2 separate regions of the Mus musculus genome follow, and region 2 is linked to region 1. The links are chromatin contacts, called in public HiChIP or PLAC-seq maps. All regions are on one chromosome and are shown on one strand. Each heading gives the region's core, a stretch centred on a gene start, on an enhancer-like site or on the middle of the called end of the contact. The rest is flanking DNA. Distances are from core to core; before and after follow the strand shown. Region 1 overlaps Dock4 (dedicator of cytokinesis 4). Region 2 overlaps Gm33384 (a long non-coding RNA gene).

Region 1 (4,313 bases), core at 889-3,388:
TTCTTAATCCTGTGACCCTTGAGTATAGTCCCTCATGCTGTGGTGACCCCCGACCATAAAATTACTGTGTTGCTATTTCCTAACTGTAATTTTGCTACTGTTATAAATCCTTCATAACTGTCATTTTGTAAATTTTATGAATCATAATGTAAATATCTGATATGCATGATATCTGATGGTACCCACAGGTTGAGTAGGATATCTGATGTGACCCACAATAGGGCCAGGATCCATAGATTAAAGAACCACTGTTCTAGAGGGATATCTGGGTCACAGCCCTGACAGTGAAACTGAGAGGGACTGCCTGGCCCTTGATCTCAACCTGGTTCATGGCTGCTACAACAACATTCCAAGGAAAAGCCAGTGAATAAACCATCTGTGTGTGTGTTTGCATGTGTATGAGTAGAAGTCTGGGGAGGGAAGAACAACTGAATTTAGGGGAAGACTCCTGCTTCTGCCCAGACCTTCCTGTTTGTCCATAGCTATTGGGAAGAGCTGCAGCTGACTCCTTTCCCCAAGAATGTAGGTGCAATCTGTTTGCCTTTGCCATTGATCTTCCATGGATTACCAGGAAAGGGGCTGTGTCCTGGAGATGTCATACGAGCTAGGGAATGTGGTTCCGCCGGTCACTCAAACCTCGCTTTCAAAAACCTGAGTGAGCATGGGCCACAGGCCCAGTCCAGGGGCAACGTATGTGCATTGGAGGGTGGGTACGAAGTTGAAGATTCGTGTTGTATCCCTGAGTTTTTTTCACAGTTTATTTGGGACTAATTTTAAGAGCAGAGAAAACTCCTTGTTTCTGCTCCAGCTAATTTCTCTGTTTTTCTACACCATCCTGGCAGAAGTCTGTAGCTGCATCTGGAATTGGATGAGAGCGAGTGGGATTTGGCTTGATTGGTTTATCTTTGCTGATTGTGTGATCTTCCCGAAAGGCCCAGGATACCTCCTCTGCGCAGCACTGATGTCTTGCAGAAATGATTTCTGAGTGCGTTTGCCTGAACCAGCTAACCAATTTTATTTCCCGTTGTCACTGGCATTGCAAGGGGATTTCAGTTTGTTTCATCTGCTCTAAGAGATCATGTGCCAGCATGGGAAACTCTGAAAGGCTTCCTTGATTAGTCCTGAGTTATCTGTCTTGGGTAAAATTTGAATCAGTATATATGTTACCAAAATTATAATAATGTATAATGCTGTAGGTTTCCACTTTTTCTTTTCATGAGTTAGGTAGAGCTATGTAATATTGGTAATTTTGTAGGTTAAAATTATAGAATATTCATTAGCTCATTTTTGTCTATTATAGTATTTGAACTATAAGTTTGTCTATATAGTAGGTTTTTAAATTAATATTTCTCCTTTCATTCTTATTCATGTCATACTGCCAGTCTAGCAGTATACACTTGTAAAGAACATCATACCTAGCGAATTCTTACTATTAATTTTCCCTATGTTTATTATGAGTAATTATTTACCATTTATATTTAATGTAAAACACCATTTCTTATTATGTTTCTTTCAGAAAACCTAAGACTCTGTTTCCCCTTTTCTCCTTAAATAGAGTTTAATTATTTGTTCCTAGGCTCATTATACCATATAGAAAATGTTTTGAGCAAAGAGTTTCATAAGGAGATAACCATCTCATTTTCTAAAAGGCATCCTACCTCAGCATATTATATCATAAAAATGGACTCTTCTCCCTTTCCAGAGGATGCTGTTTAATCATATTGGAGATGGGGCCTTGCCTCGAAGTGACCCCAACCTTTCTGCACCTGAGAAAGGTGGGTACCAGTCATCCACCCCTTGTAGGTCCTAGAATGTGTCAGGGTTTGTTGTGTCCTCATTTCCCCCAGTCTTCTGTGTGCCGTGTGGCAGGTAGAGCTCTAGACTGTTAATGATCAGGGTGAGTGTGATCTTTAGGCAATTAGTGAAAGGCAGTTTATCATGATCCATTCTCCATAAACTCCTAAGCTCTGAGCAAATTAGAAGCTCCTTTGTGTAATGGCTTTCTGTTGTTCAGCGAGCCCAGGCCAAGCCTGCTCTCCCTGAAGCAAAGTTGCCAATTAAGCCACTAGTTCACACAATGAAAGTAGCTACTCCTCAGATTGATTCCACAGACCCCATCCATTGTCTCCTTCACAAAGCTCATATTCAGCCAGCTCAACTGTTGTTGGTGGTCACTCACACAGGCTCTTGTACCATTAAATGCCATGCAAGCATTGCGATCAGACGCATAATGGAGTGGGGCCCGCCTCAAGGTCAAGCACACACAAATAAGATGCACACACCAAATGCATGCATAGAGCTAAGAAGCCAATTAGCAACACACAGACCAGGAAGAGCAGATTAAATGTCGCTTCCTCCACTGTGGGTGCAGGGACTTGCAAAGTCACCCGTTTGCCTCTCAGGGTCAGGCCTCAAAAATAGCAGTCTCGCAGGCTAATGAATCAAGACTCACTAATGAAATGTCCCAGTAAAGTGCACTTTAATTGCCCCCATTAAGAACTAGGCTGTATTACCATTTTGGTACACTGATAGATTAACATTAAAACTTCCCAAAGGGAGATGAAAATTAGTGAGGGCCTAGCCAAAATTATTTTAAAGCATGGAATTAGCTTTAATGTTGTAAGTCAAGCATTGATCTTCACCAGGAGAAACTAGGGATGTGCTGTTATTTTTACCAACTTTACTAAAGAAAACTACCCAGCAAATATAAAAGAAATAGAGAAAAAAAAATAATGTTTAAAATATTTCCACCCCATTAAATCAAAGCAGTAACTTGGAGGAATAAAACGTGGCAATTCTCACTGCGTCCGTCAGATGGCAGTATCTGCACGGGAAGCAAGCGGGAACGCTGGTTTTACTATTAGAAACTTCATTGTGGAGTGTTTCATAACCTTGTGTGTCCTGCCCTGCTTCCTAGCAGAGCTGTCTATATTCCTACACCGTGATGCCTGGAGCAGATGGATTGCAAAGTAACAATGACGTTATCAGCAGTCCAAGTGGTTTTCTCAGGACTTACTTAGTGTAATCTGTCCATTTGGAACTCATCCTTTCCTGACAGGACTGGTCAGTGTGGCACCCTCAACCCTGTCCTTGGTACTTCTGCCACACAGTTGAAATAAGAGAGTGCCCTTTGCCTCATCACCTCCTTTAGATGGCCATTTGTTCAGACATTTCTACAAATAGGCTGATGACTATATTTTCCATCTATTTCTCAGCATCTAAACACATTTGGAATTCTCAGCAGGTTGCTACTCCCTGGCATAGAGATTTGCAGTTCTGTTTGACAGCTTGAGGGAAATAAAGAGACCTGCTGTTACTCAATTAAATGTCAGCTCTGTTAGGTAACCAATTAGAGAGAGGTTTAATATTGGGGAAGTGTCCTGCTTGGTTACTGCTTAAGGTTTTGTGGTCTTTTTGACTACGTTCTGGATAATTCTGCCAGACTCCTAAGATCTCAAGCATTTGAAAGGCAAAGCTGGCTCTTGTGTGTTTAGCTGTGTTATTCCCTTCCAGCTGTGAATCCCACCCCTAGCAGCTGGAGCCTGGACAGTGGGAAAGAAGCCAAGAACATGTCGGACAGTGGGAAACTTATCTCTCCCCCTGTCCCTCCAAGGCCCACACAGACTGGTGGGTATTTGAAGCATTTGAATAATCACTTTCATATAATAAGTATATTGAGCATTTCAGTTTGCTAGCAACATCATTTGCCTCTAGTTGGCTCCTCCTTTCCCTGTTCTTCTGCCATACAGTCAGACAACAGTCCCTTCTAATAAGCCCCTCGGAAGAATTTGAGCATGCCATCTTCTTCCTGGCTCCATGTTCAACCCTTGTTGCTTGATGGGCCACTGGCCTCTGCCCTTCGCTTGCACTGATCTCTGCTAACTCGGCCGCTTTCTATAATCTTCCCCGATGACATCAATGTTTCAGCTGACTCGAGAGCCAACCCTCAGTGGCTTTGAGGAGCCTCTGACACCTTGAGTTATCTGCTGCTCTCAGAGCTCTGTTTCCGGCAGTGGTGTTGCTCAAAGGGCTAAAGCGTGGACCTGCATCTCTTGTAACTGTGGCTCACGAAGCACATCCTAACGTACGTCTAGCCTCAGGTCTTCTGAGCCAGTAGATTATGTTCCTGAAATGAGGCTGGGGCCAGCATTTTACCAGGCCATTTGTGGGCTGCTTCTGCTCACTAACATCTGAGTGCTGAAAATGGTTGGGAAACTTCCAGCCTGGCCCTGGGTCCCCAGAGAATCACAGACAGAAGCAGAGCTGGCTTTCATGAGCTTCTGTTGGGAAAAGGCCAACTTTCCCTCTGAACA
Region 2 (4,313 bases), core at 845-3,344, 3.0 Mb after region 1:
TTAATCTGTGAATGGCATGGGTACCCTTGGGAAATGGTGCTTACACTCTTTTCAGTAGCAGAGAGTACTGATTCAATTAGTGAGGACCCTACAGATATTTATAGGCCTACTGATAAATCACATTTAAGAGTTTTCTGACCCAAACCTCAGCCATAAACTCGGGCAAAGCCAGGATCAAATTTGCAGGTAGCAATGTACAGTAACAGTTTCTTCCTAATCTAAATAGGTCCCTTCTGAATAACTTCAGCCTTGAAAATCCTGCTTATCAAATCAAAATCAAATCAAAACACAGACATAGCTTCACCTGTGTTCATGTCCTTGGATCAGCCAGGCCTGGATCAGGTGGAGAATAGCAGAATGAAGAACTGACCCTTCCATTAGAAAGAAATCATAAATATAGAACTGAAATCCAACAAAGAGGGTTTCATGTAAGCCAGAAGGACAACAATGGTACTTTCTAATTTTATTTAGAAACCCTAGTTTTCTGTATCCATAGAACTCATCCCTAGTTTAAATATGCACCAAAATCAAAGAAAGGCTCATAGTCATACATAGGTACTCTCATATATTGAGCATTTTACCATGCTTTAGTATTTTTTCCAGATATCCTAAAAAGTAGGTCAAGAAAAATAAGTTTTATCAATATAAAAAGGATAGCATTAGTACATACAATGTTATCAAATCAAGTGCCAGACCCAAGTCTGGTATTAAAATAACATTAAAATAACAGGATGCAAGGCAAAAAGACAGATAGAAGCTGGCTGGCTGGCTGATGCATGTTCTGCTGAGTCAGAGTTTGTGTTATATAGACTAATAGTTTATAGAGGGCAGTGACTTCATTTTACATTTTAGTACTTACTGCAGTGTACATACAAACTCAGAAGTATTCCGAAGCAGACTATAACTTTAGCCAGTCTTTTAACTGTTCTCATACAAAAGCATAAATATTTATGTAGATACATACATATGTACACATATGTGCATGTCTATGAAAAGATACGTATCACATAGTGTTGCTTTGAAAATTGAGATAATGCATGCAAATGGCTTACAGTACTTATTAGCCTTTGCCACATAATAAAAGCTCATTATAAAATGCATAATAAATTTGTTAATACCAGTATTTAGGTGTGTTAGTTTCCCAGAGCAATTGAAACAGTAAATCACAAATTATGTGACTTAAAATAAATATATATTGTTTCACAGTTCTAGAGTCTAGACGTCCAAGATCGAGTATTTACAGGATAATGCTCTCTCTGAAACGTGAAAATTCTTTCTTGGCTCTCTCTACTTCTAGAATTTGCTGGAAATCTTTAGCATCCTTTATCATATGCATGTGTGACTCCAATCTCTAGCTCTATGCTGTGTGACTTTTCCTAGGGAAAGAAACAGATGTAGCTTTACCTCAGATAGGGTACCAACAACAGATGGAAGAAATGATTCTATTCAAGTCTAACTTGGTGAACCAGCATTTATTGTGGTTAGTTACAAGTGTATAGATGAAGGTTATTTATAATGAGAACAGATGAGTCAAAAGCAGCTGCAGCCCTGAAATGCCCACTCCAGCATGGGCGATGACTCATGAAGGCTACATCCCTTGTAGCTCCCTGCATAACTTGCCAGCAGCTCAGTGGAAGCTTCTCTTCCCCCAAAACTGTTTATATAACCTTGCTGAGGAGCCTTGTGATTATAACTGTCAAGAGATTGCTGAGAAAGATGTGTTTCCTTATTTCCCTCCTCCCACTGATTTAGATCTTTGAGAGCAAGAGTCTCTCCTGGCTCGGGGGAGCTTAACTCTGGGGGCTAAAGTACAGGAACAGGAACGTCAACAGTCACCAAAGCTGCCCCAAGTCAATGCAGTTTGTTGGCTCACAATAGTGAGGAAAAAAGATGCAGACAAAAGAATGAGGAAACTATTAAGAAAAGTAAAGACTCCCCAGAGTGGAAGGAGTCCAAAACAGGAAATACCACTGTTTGGCAGTGGGTGTGGGGGAAAGAAAGAGTGGGAAAAAACCCTTCATCCCACCAGAGTTCAGGTGCTCTGGGTGGGCGGATCTGGGAGGACAGCCGCAGGCTTTCCATGCAGCTCCTGGTGGGTGTCTGGCTGTGGGAAGGCACTGGGCCCCTTCTCAGCCGGGGGTGAACAAGGGGCAGTCCTAGGCAACAGGTTCTCAGTCTTGGGCATCCCAGCCACCACTGGACGCTGCCACAGAAGAGCTGAGAACAAATGAGGGGCAGCTGGGTCATCCCCAGGGCTGAAGGGCAGAGATGGCAGGGAGAGCAGGGGCAGTGAGTGGTTCCCACACAGTCGAGAGTCCTTGGTGCGGTCCATGGCTGGAGCCCAGGAAGGCCTTCCAGTGGGAGGTTAGACATGCCTTGTTAGGGAAAAGCCTATCCCATTGTTCAATCACTGTGGGTCTTGATGAGCAGAGACAGTCTGTGGTTTTAGAGCTTTACTATAGAAAGGCAGGGAGAAAGAGAGAAGATAGAAAGAGGAAGAAAGGCTGGCCATGGCCGTGTGGAGAGAGAGGGAAGGGAGGGAAAGAGAAGGGCTAGAGAGTAAGAAAGGTGAGAGCTTAAAGAGAGTGAGGAGGGGTCAAGCAGCCCCTTTTATAGAGGGCTGGGCTATCAGGTAACTGTGGGGGTGGAGTCTAGCCATAATGCCAGAAGCTTGGGACATTGTCTGTGTGACTTATAGTCACAGAATTATGGAGTTGGGGGCTCTGTCTCTGGGAACATGGCTTGCTTTTCCATTCCTTGTAGCGTTTTCTACTGGGTCACTGGAGCGAACCTCTTTCAACCAAAATAGGCTGCCTTTCACAGCCCTGCATACCACCAAGCTGCTGGACCTGGGGCTTTCATGAACCTTGTAACAGAAAACTGAACACAAATCAAGCCAAAGGGGCTCACATGCTCTATGCTTCTGTCTCCCAATCAGGGAGACACTCACTCAGGGAAATGGTCTTGAGTTATGGTCACCACTGTTCATTTTCATTTTGACCTTGGTTTGTTGTGCCAGACACTGACCTTGGCTGGGTTTGGTACCCATTAATTAAATCATGATTTCTTTCTTCTTACTTGTATGTAACCAGCTTATATATTGCCATGGACTCCTGTCTTAAAACCTACAGGAAATTAATTCTTATCACAGTTTCTAAGATGGAGCCACATTTTTCTTACTCATGTTTACCTTACTCTCTACAGAATGATCTCTTGTCCATAATATAAGAAGGACTTTAAGAATATGTCCTTGCCCACAGTTCATTTCTGTTTATTTCTGTTAGATACACAAATATGTGAAAGGACAACTGTGCATAGTGTTAGGGTCCTTCCTTGGAACCAGCCACAGTCTGTAGATACTGCCTGTATTGAACCAGAGGTACATCCTTTTCTTCTGGCCAGTAGAGCTACGTCATACCCACCTGCAGGTCCTCTTACTTACTACCCTCGGTGTTCTCATCTTCACAGTCTTAAACCTAACACTCTTTTTACCTTAAACATGTATTTACATGAGAACACCTCCAAGAGAGAATGTTGCAATGGAAGGAAATTGTTATACCATACCCCATTAGCACTTTTCTGTTTCTCACTACTTCCTAATGAATTGATCTAAACTTCATGACCTTTGCAAAAATCCTATTTCTAAAAAAGCCACACTCATAGGCCCAGTGGATAGGATTTAAATATATCTTTTTGGAGACACGATTTAACCCACACTGAGACTGAAACTGAAACTCATGCTGCCTAAAGATTCACGGGGGAATTTCAAGGGACCATTCTTCTCTGAGAGTTTTCTACAGAATCTATGTATAATCCCCCAAGATGACACAATAACTATGATTCTTTGTTGCCTCCAGATGAAAGAATAAGAGTTTGTATAGCCTGCATCTCAATTTTATCTGGTGTCTTCTTTGTCAATTCTGGTGATATCTCTATTATAGTTTGGAAACATTGTGTCCTGCATACAGCTCATATACTTAAGGCTTCCTGAAAATGTTTGGAATAATGAAAGTTGTATTACTGAATCTTGCACTGCTGACAGAAAAGGATTGTTTTGACTTTTATGTTCCTATGGATTTTAGTTCATCCTGGAGGAAAGGTGTAGTGGTAGAAATTCCTCAGTCCATGGCTTGGAGATTTGTGGAAGATGAGGAAAAAAGAGATAGCGGAACAGAAGGACCTATGCATACTTTTCAAAGGTTTTCCTATAGTGACCTACTCCTCTAGCTAAGCCCCTACCTCCTAAATGCTCTACAGCCCTCAAAGTAGAGCATTCAACATGTTTGTCCATAGGAAACATTGTAGTTTTAATT

Evidence for each region. HiChIP or PLAC-seq counts read pairs in DNA pulled down with a chosen protein or histone mark.
Region 2: a contact with region 1 is called in an H3K27ac HiChIP or PLAC-seq map of SST interneurons, with 32 times the contacts expected there. The contact joins two enhancer-like sites. A contact is called at or near these places in 1 of 39 promoter capture datasets (hippocampal neurons), 2 of 15 datasets of contacts at CTCF or cohesin (large pre-B cells and pro-B cells), 27 of 484 Hi-C or Micro-C datasets (the 63-12 cell line, the AtT-20 cell line, B cells and 18 more) and 3 of 115 datasets of contacts at active chromatin or transcription factors (SST interneurons, astrocytes and embryonic forebrain).

Annotation. Positions count from the first base shown.
Region 1 is chr12:40,834,928-40,839,240 of GRCm38.p6, forward strand. Dock4 (dedicator of cytokinesis 4) reads left to right here. Exons shown (of 53, transcript NM_172803.2): 50 at 1,703-1,775; 51 at 3,514-3,627. Among named protein-coding and RNA genes, the nearest start is that of Immp2l, 190 kb to the right of the region's middle. Within about 2 kb of position 2,139, at least 38 of the 459 cell types and tissues checked have an H3K27ac peak or open chromatin away from gene starts, as enhancers often do. A contact at or near this core is called in SST interneurons, cortical neurons and hippocampal neurons, where this site is marked.
Region 2 is chr12:43,825,852-43,830,164 of GRCm38.p6, forward strand. The region is part of intron 1 of Gm33384 (a long non-coding RNA gene); the gene reads right to left. Among named protein-coding and RNA genes, the nearest start is that of Gm33384, 23 kb to the right of the region's middle. Within about 2 kb of position 2,095, at least 50 of the 459 cell types and tissues checked have an H3K27ac peak or open chromatin away from gene starts, as enhancers often do. A contact at or near this core is called in SST interneurons, cortical neurons and hippocampal neurons, where this site is marked.